2 separate regions of the Xenopus tropicalis genome follow, and region 1 is linked to region 2. A link is a contact called in public Hi-C data. All regions are on one chromosome and are shown on one strand. The core of a region is the stretch at or near the end of the contact, and the rest is flanking DNA. Distances in the headings are between cores, read along the strand shown. Region 1 has its middle 24 kb from the start of klf11. Region 2 holds the start of taf1b (TATA box-binding protein-associated factor RNA polymerase I subunit B).

Region 1 (3,257 bases), core at 384-2,883, 110 kb after region 2:
AGGTCCAGATGCCCATGCCCCAACGTTTTACTTAGACCTTTCTCTCCGTAATCGGCCAACCAACTTAGATTCCTTTCTGTGATTAGAAAATATACAGGTCACTCACCGCTCCCTTTTGGTGATCTGGGTGCAGCGTCCCAGACCCCCCAGCTTGAGGGGAAAATAACCAATCCAAGACCCAGCTGGACACGCACTTATCAGGCACCAGAACAGCGGTGAAGGTTCAAACAGCTTTATTCATAAATCCTGATGCGTTTCGTGTGAATATAATCATAGGCACCTATTATTGCGTCTGTATTCATACAAGTGTGTGTCCAGCTGGGTCTTGGAACTGGCAGCAAACCTACTCTCTTCAAAGTCAGAACCAACAAGCAAGATTATGGTATCAGAAATCCTGACTATATAAAATGAACAGCACTCATGAAAACTCTACTTAAAAAGTCTTAAGGGCTCATTCACAAAGACACACGCAATACTAAGAAAAGCCTGCAACTGCCCATTTGTCTGCAAATTGGGGCATTGTGCAGATAGCTGAAGGCACACCGGGTAGGTGTAGGCACACCGCCCCCTACTGGCCTTTCCTTGCATGTCATTCTGAGGCACAAGGTAGGAGTAGCAGGATGCACAGCCCACACTTTGCGTGACAGATTTTTGAGCCGGGGGTACAATAGGAAGTCATTATCTGCAGCTTTTGTTAAGGCTCTACGAACAGAGTGTGTCAAGTTTGCTTGCTAACAATAAGGGTTCTTGTGCAACCAGGATTAAGAGTGGCAATCGTTTACCGACTTTTTTGACTCCCTTTAGTAATCAGTTTTACAAAATTAGGCAAATAATTAATAGCTTTATTCCAGTTCTCTGGCAGTAGTTTTACAAGATGGATTAAATTTTGTTGCACGGAAAGCTCCCACCTTAAAACTACATGGCTAAAGGTGCCCATACACTACAAGATCCTCTTGCTTGGCAATGTCGCCAAGTGAGCGGATCTTCACCCGATATCCCCACCTACGGGTGGGCGATATTGGGTAGCAAGCTGCTTTAAAAAAAAAATAATTACATTTGAGCTTATGGGGCAGTCGGTTCGGGGACCGCATCAACGAGCCAATGCGGTCCCCGATCCGACCGGATTTTCTAACCTGGCCAATCGAGATCTGGCCAATTTCAGGCCAGATATCGGTCGGCCAGGCAGCTCTGTTCTGCCCATACACGGGCCGATTAGCTGATTAGCTATATTAATCTTAAAACCTGAATCCACAATTGCTTTGGAATCAGTTCATGGAATGAAAGTGTGCTGCCAGATCCCCCTGTCTATGGATTAGAAGGTGTGGGTGCCAAGGGACCCAGAGCCAGCTCCTGTTCATTTTTCCTCTTTGCATTGTGTTTCTGTTTTCTTCTTTTTTTTCTAATTCCTTATTAACCTTGCACTGATCTTTTAGCCCTTTATCTGATCAAATATATATATTATAATGGTACATTGTATGTGAACTTACATAGCTTCCCATGACTCCTAAACATGATGTGTCAGGTTTATACTGTTTGGTGTCTGTATGCCCTTGTCACATGGACTCAGTTGTGTTCCTCACTGCGCCTGAAATAAAAAGAATGAAAAAAACCCATTTCACGCAGTACTGGCTCAGACCATAAAAGAGATGTTTCAGGCCTATAGCAGCCCTCTATCAAGCTAAACAACCAAGCGCTCACTATTCACCTTAAGCTTAACAAACACTGCCACCATGTGGCCACATTGAAAACGGCAAGTACCAAATATCACATAAATATTACAATGATACAGATATATCCTCTCCAGTCTCATATTTATACAGTTATTACAATTGTATCCCAACTTGTAACATATGTATTTAAACATGAGAAGTCCACTCAGTCACCAGATAATTGTAATCCCTAAATCCATCTGTAATAAATAAGATAAAAACTATACAAAGGGGGTTGTATACAAAAGGAGCAGAACCCATATCATCCAGTCAGCAGGTAGCATTTCCTAGTTAGCTGTTTAAAAGCAAAAATCTTATTGGTTGCTAGAGGTTACTCCTCCTTGAGAAAGTTGGCGCATTTTATTACATAGCCCCCTAAATATTAAAACACAAGCATTTACCCAAAACATATCTAAAAATCATGGTGTTCCAAATATCCAGGCATTTGACCCACTTCTTGACATACAACTTTCTTCCTGTCATAGAACCTCAATGTTCAACTCCATCAAAAACTGGATCTTTATTTGGTTAAAGGGGTGATTTAATGAGTTATAGAATGTCCTATTCCTAGCAATTTTGCAATTGGTTTATTTATTTTCTATAGTTTTTGAGCTATTTTTCTTCTTCTTCTACATATTTGCAGCTGTCTAATGGGGGACAGCTAAAAAACTATTGCTCTGCAAGCTTACAATTTTATTATTGTTACTTTTTATTTCTTGTCTCTTTATTCAGGCCCCCTTCGATTCATATTCCTGTCTCAGACTCAAACCACTGGCTGGTTGCTAAGGTAACCAAGACCCTGGCAACTAGATAGCTGGTGAAATTCCAACCTGAAGAACTGCAGAACAAAAAGCTAAATGACTGAAAAACCATAAATAATAAAAAATGAAAACCAATTGCAAATTGTCTCAGAATATCATTGATCACCTTTCTTTGTCTTAATAGCTGATTTGTGTTCCATAATCCCAGGTTCTCTCTGATGTCTGTCCAACTGGTACTGGATGATATAAATGTTCACAGACATTTCTAGTGTCTCCGGAATAATATAGGGGTTCCTCTCCTCAGGTAATATACCAATTCACCTTTAATACAATTGGAACAAGAATTACAGATACAACATGTATAAGTAGCAAAGTTGTAGTTTGTAGTTTACACTTAAACAATTTGCAATTAGTCTTTATTTTTTATATTTTGTTTTCAGTTATTCAGTATAAATTGACAGATACCATGGTAACTTTATAAATCTGTGTGCCAAGAAAATGAAGCTTCTGTCCATTGGCTGTAATTGTTAAGGATACATATCAGTAGAGTTAATCTGTTGGACAAATTGTTGTAGAATCCAATGGGACCACGTCCGCATCTCTAATAAATCATTGATAAACCAATGTGAGTACTTAGGGTACTTTTGGAGAAAATTTGGTTTAAACACACATTTCTTCAAAGGAGATCATAGAAATATTTGTTTAGAAAGGGGCCAGGACCCCATTGCCTTGCTTCTCCCCTGTAAGAAAAATGTAACTCTAGATTGAAAATAATGATTATAATGTA
Region 2 (3,000 bases), core at 381-2,880:
GTTATACGAAATAGACTGGTTATTGCTTTTTTCGGAAATGTCACACTATACTGCTGATAGATAATGATAACTGTAACTCTGTTTTGCGATAACCTGTATCATTAAGACAACATTATCTAACTGTCATAAGAAAAAAAATAGATGCAACTTGATTCATGTAACGTGAAACATTTATTTTGTTGTTATAAACCAATAAAAATTATAGAAGAAAAAAAAAAAAGAAAGGCCCCTGTTATAGAGGCTTCAGGTGTTTTTTTCACTTTTCTCTGGATTACCTAGCAGTTAGGCAGCATTCATTAGACCAAAATGATGGACTCAATGGACAAGTGTTTTCTGTTGACCTATTACTGTGTTACTATGTGTTAGAAAAAATCTCAAGAGAAATTTTTGAAATGTGCTGTTTGAATAGGTATTCAGTCTCCTCAATGTAAAATTTTGTAGAGCCACCTTTTCCATCAACCACATAAGAGGTTTAAGACGGAACCAGCTTTGCGCAATGTTAATAAGTGATTTTGTTCCAATCCAAAAAATAGGAAAAAAGCTTCAGCAGGTTTACTGCAAAACATTTATTGTGGGTAGTGGTAACACGACATGTTTCGGGTCAATACCCTTTATCAAGCGTACCCAATATATAAAATATAAAATATTGGGTGCACAACAGAAAGTGCAAATTACCATAACAAAGTTTTGTAAATCATGTCTTGATGTTACCAGAAACATGATAAACTGCAGAAAAATTGTATCTTTTGTCCAGATGTCCTTGACGGTGCTATTTACCCTGTTAGCCAAGTCTGAGGGGTATAAAGCTGATGTCTCTCTGTAAGATTTCCAATGAAGATTTCAGGGAGAAAAATACCTTTAAGGGTTTTCAACTGTTCTATAGAAAAGGCAGATGACGGTTGATTAAAGAGGAGAGACGTGGCACAGCTATAGGGAGAGCAGACCGTGGCCTTTGGGGGCCTAAACAGAGAGGACCTGGTATGCAGGTTGGCGCACTGGAGGGGCAACTGTGGGTTGAAGAAGGTGCCTGGGATTCCAGAGATAAACCCTTGCATGGAGCACAGGTCTACTTGGTTGTTGCCAGAATTGCACACTTAGGGGTATATTTATCATGCTGTGTAAAAAGTGGAGTGAAACATTACCAGTGATGTTGCTCAGGGCAACCAATCAGCAATTAGGTTTCAACAGTTAGAAAACCAAAGCAAAGCATATGATCGGCTGCTATGAACAACATCACCGGTGATGTTTTACTCCACTTTTTACACAGCATAATAAATATACCCCGAAGTGTAAGACTTTCCTCTGAGATTAACAATTCCTGCTGTAGAAGACATCATGATTTATCCAGTGTTATTGGCTATTACATAAGACATCCGTTGCCAGCCTTTATAGGTTTCTGGCTAATAATACTAGGATTTCTGGCTAATAATACTAAAAACATGCTTTATTTTGCAAAGCCTATTCACCCAGTTTTATATTTACACTGAACCTTTCCTTAATGTCTCCCTGACCCTGAATACGTCTGAACCCCATGGCATTATCTCTTTACAGTGCAGAGCTTTTCAGCATTAAAGCTGGAACATTCTACTGTGTAGGTACAAAATCGATGGGTTCATGCAGACCACGTGACTATTAGTAGCGGCCAGGAAATGGCAAAGGAAGTGACGCGAAAACTACGCGACGCCACAAAAATCCACAGTCCTGTAACCGCGAGTTTACCGGCGCCGCCGGCACCAAAATTTGACCATTAGCGGAGCTTCCCTTCATAGCGCGGACCCCGGACACGTAACGCACTATGGAGGAGGAAGACGCTGTGAGTAAGGGCGTGTGACGTCATGCCCGGCGACGCTCGGCGAGTCACGTGTCGTAGTTGTAGGAGAAGTCGCGTTGGTTCTATTAGGGTTTTCATCCCACTCGAGTTTCTTCTACGTGTGGTGTCAAATGCAGTGGAAGTGTATAAAGCTTTAATGGGTATTGGATGTGCTGAGGCATTTCATGCATGGCTATATTGAGAAGAGCGATAGTTTGGGAATAGCCTCATGTGGGGAAGTAACTCATGGGAAATGCTATATTAATTTTCAGTTGGATATGTAATAAGGTGCCAAGTTTACTTTAGACTCCTTAACAACCAAAAAGCGATGTGCTTTCATTAAACAAATGCCATCTGCTAATTGGTTTTGTGGATTACAGTGCATGCAGCAAACTTTGTACAATAGTGCGTCACACTCATATTCACGAAAAGGTGATGTACCGTGTTAGTCAGTCAAAATGTTTACAGAATAACCCTTTTGAAATAAAAAAATAACAAAAGTGGTATAAAGGTGATACATTTATTGGCTAACTAAGATAACTATAGCAAGCTTTCAGAACATTCTAGTTCAGGGGTAGGGAACCTATGGCTCGGGAGCCAGATGGGGCTCTTTTGATGGCTGCATCTGGCTCACTGCCAAATCTTTAATAAAAAAAACAAACGGGGGTGTGGCCTGTGCTCGGCAGATAGACGTGTTCTAAGCCTTAGAACACGTCTTCTATCTGCCGAGCGCAGGCCACACCCTCCTCCGCATCGCATCCGGTATCATTGGGACCCACCCTACCTTGTCCCGCAGCATCCGCGGCCAAACATATTGTACGGCTCTCACGGAATTACATTTTAAAATATGTGGTGTTTATGGCTTTCTCGGCCAAAAAGGTTCCCGACCCCTGTTCTAGTTCCTTTGTCAAGCTGATTACCTCTGAAAGCTTGCTATGGTTATCTTAGTTAGCCAATAAAGGTATCACCGTTATACCGTTTTTGTTATTTTTTATTTCAAAAGGGTTACACTGTAAACAATCAAATTCACGTATGCTAACCTGGCAAACCATAGCTTTTTGGAGGTCAGTTTGGTAATAACTACCTTTTTGTTTGCTCTTTTTTAAAACATTAGCAGTTCTATCCAGCTGCCTTATATTAAGTATAAAATACATCAGACGAGAAAATTAAATGATTGTTTGAAAGCAGTG

Evidence for each region. Hi-C and Micro-C count contacts between places; a contact is called where the count stands out from the background.
Region 1: a Hi-C map of neurula embryo shows a contact between it and region 2, with 5 times the contacts expected there. The contact joins the enhancer-like site here to the promoter of taf1b in region 2. A contact is called at or near these places in 5 of 5 Hi-C or Micro-C datasets (brain, gastrula embryo, liver and 2 more).

What each region holds. Positions count from the first base shown.
Region 1 is chr5:138,114,483-138,117,739 of UCB_Xtro_10.0, forward strand. No RefSeq gene overlaps it. Among named protein-coding and RNA genes, the nearest start is that of klf11, 24 kb to the right of the region's middle. Within about 2 kb of position 1,634, at least 2 of the 11 cell types and tissues checked have an H3K27ac peak or open chromatin away from gene starts, as enhancers often do. A contact at or near this core is called in neurula embryo, where this site is marked.
Region 2 is chr5:138,009,237-138,012,236 of UCB_Xtro_10.0, forward strand. taf1b (TATA box-binding protein-associated factor RNA polymerase I subunit B) reads left to right here and starts at 1,631. Exons shown (of 15, transcript XM_002938888.5): 1 at 1,631-1,813. The coding sequence starts at 1,796.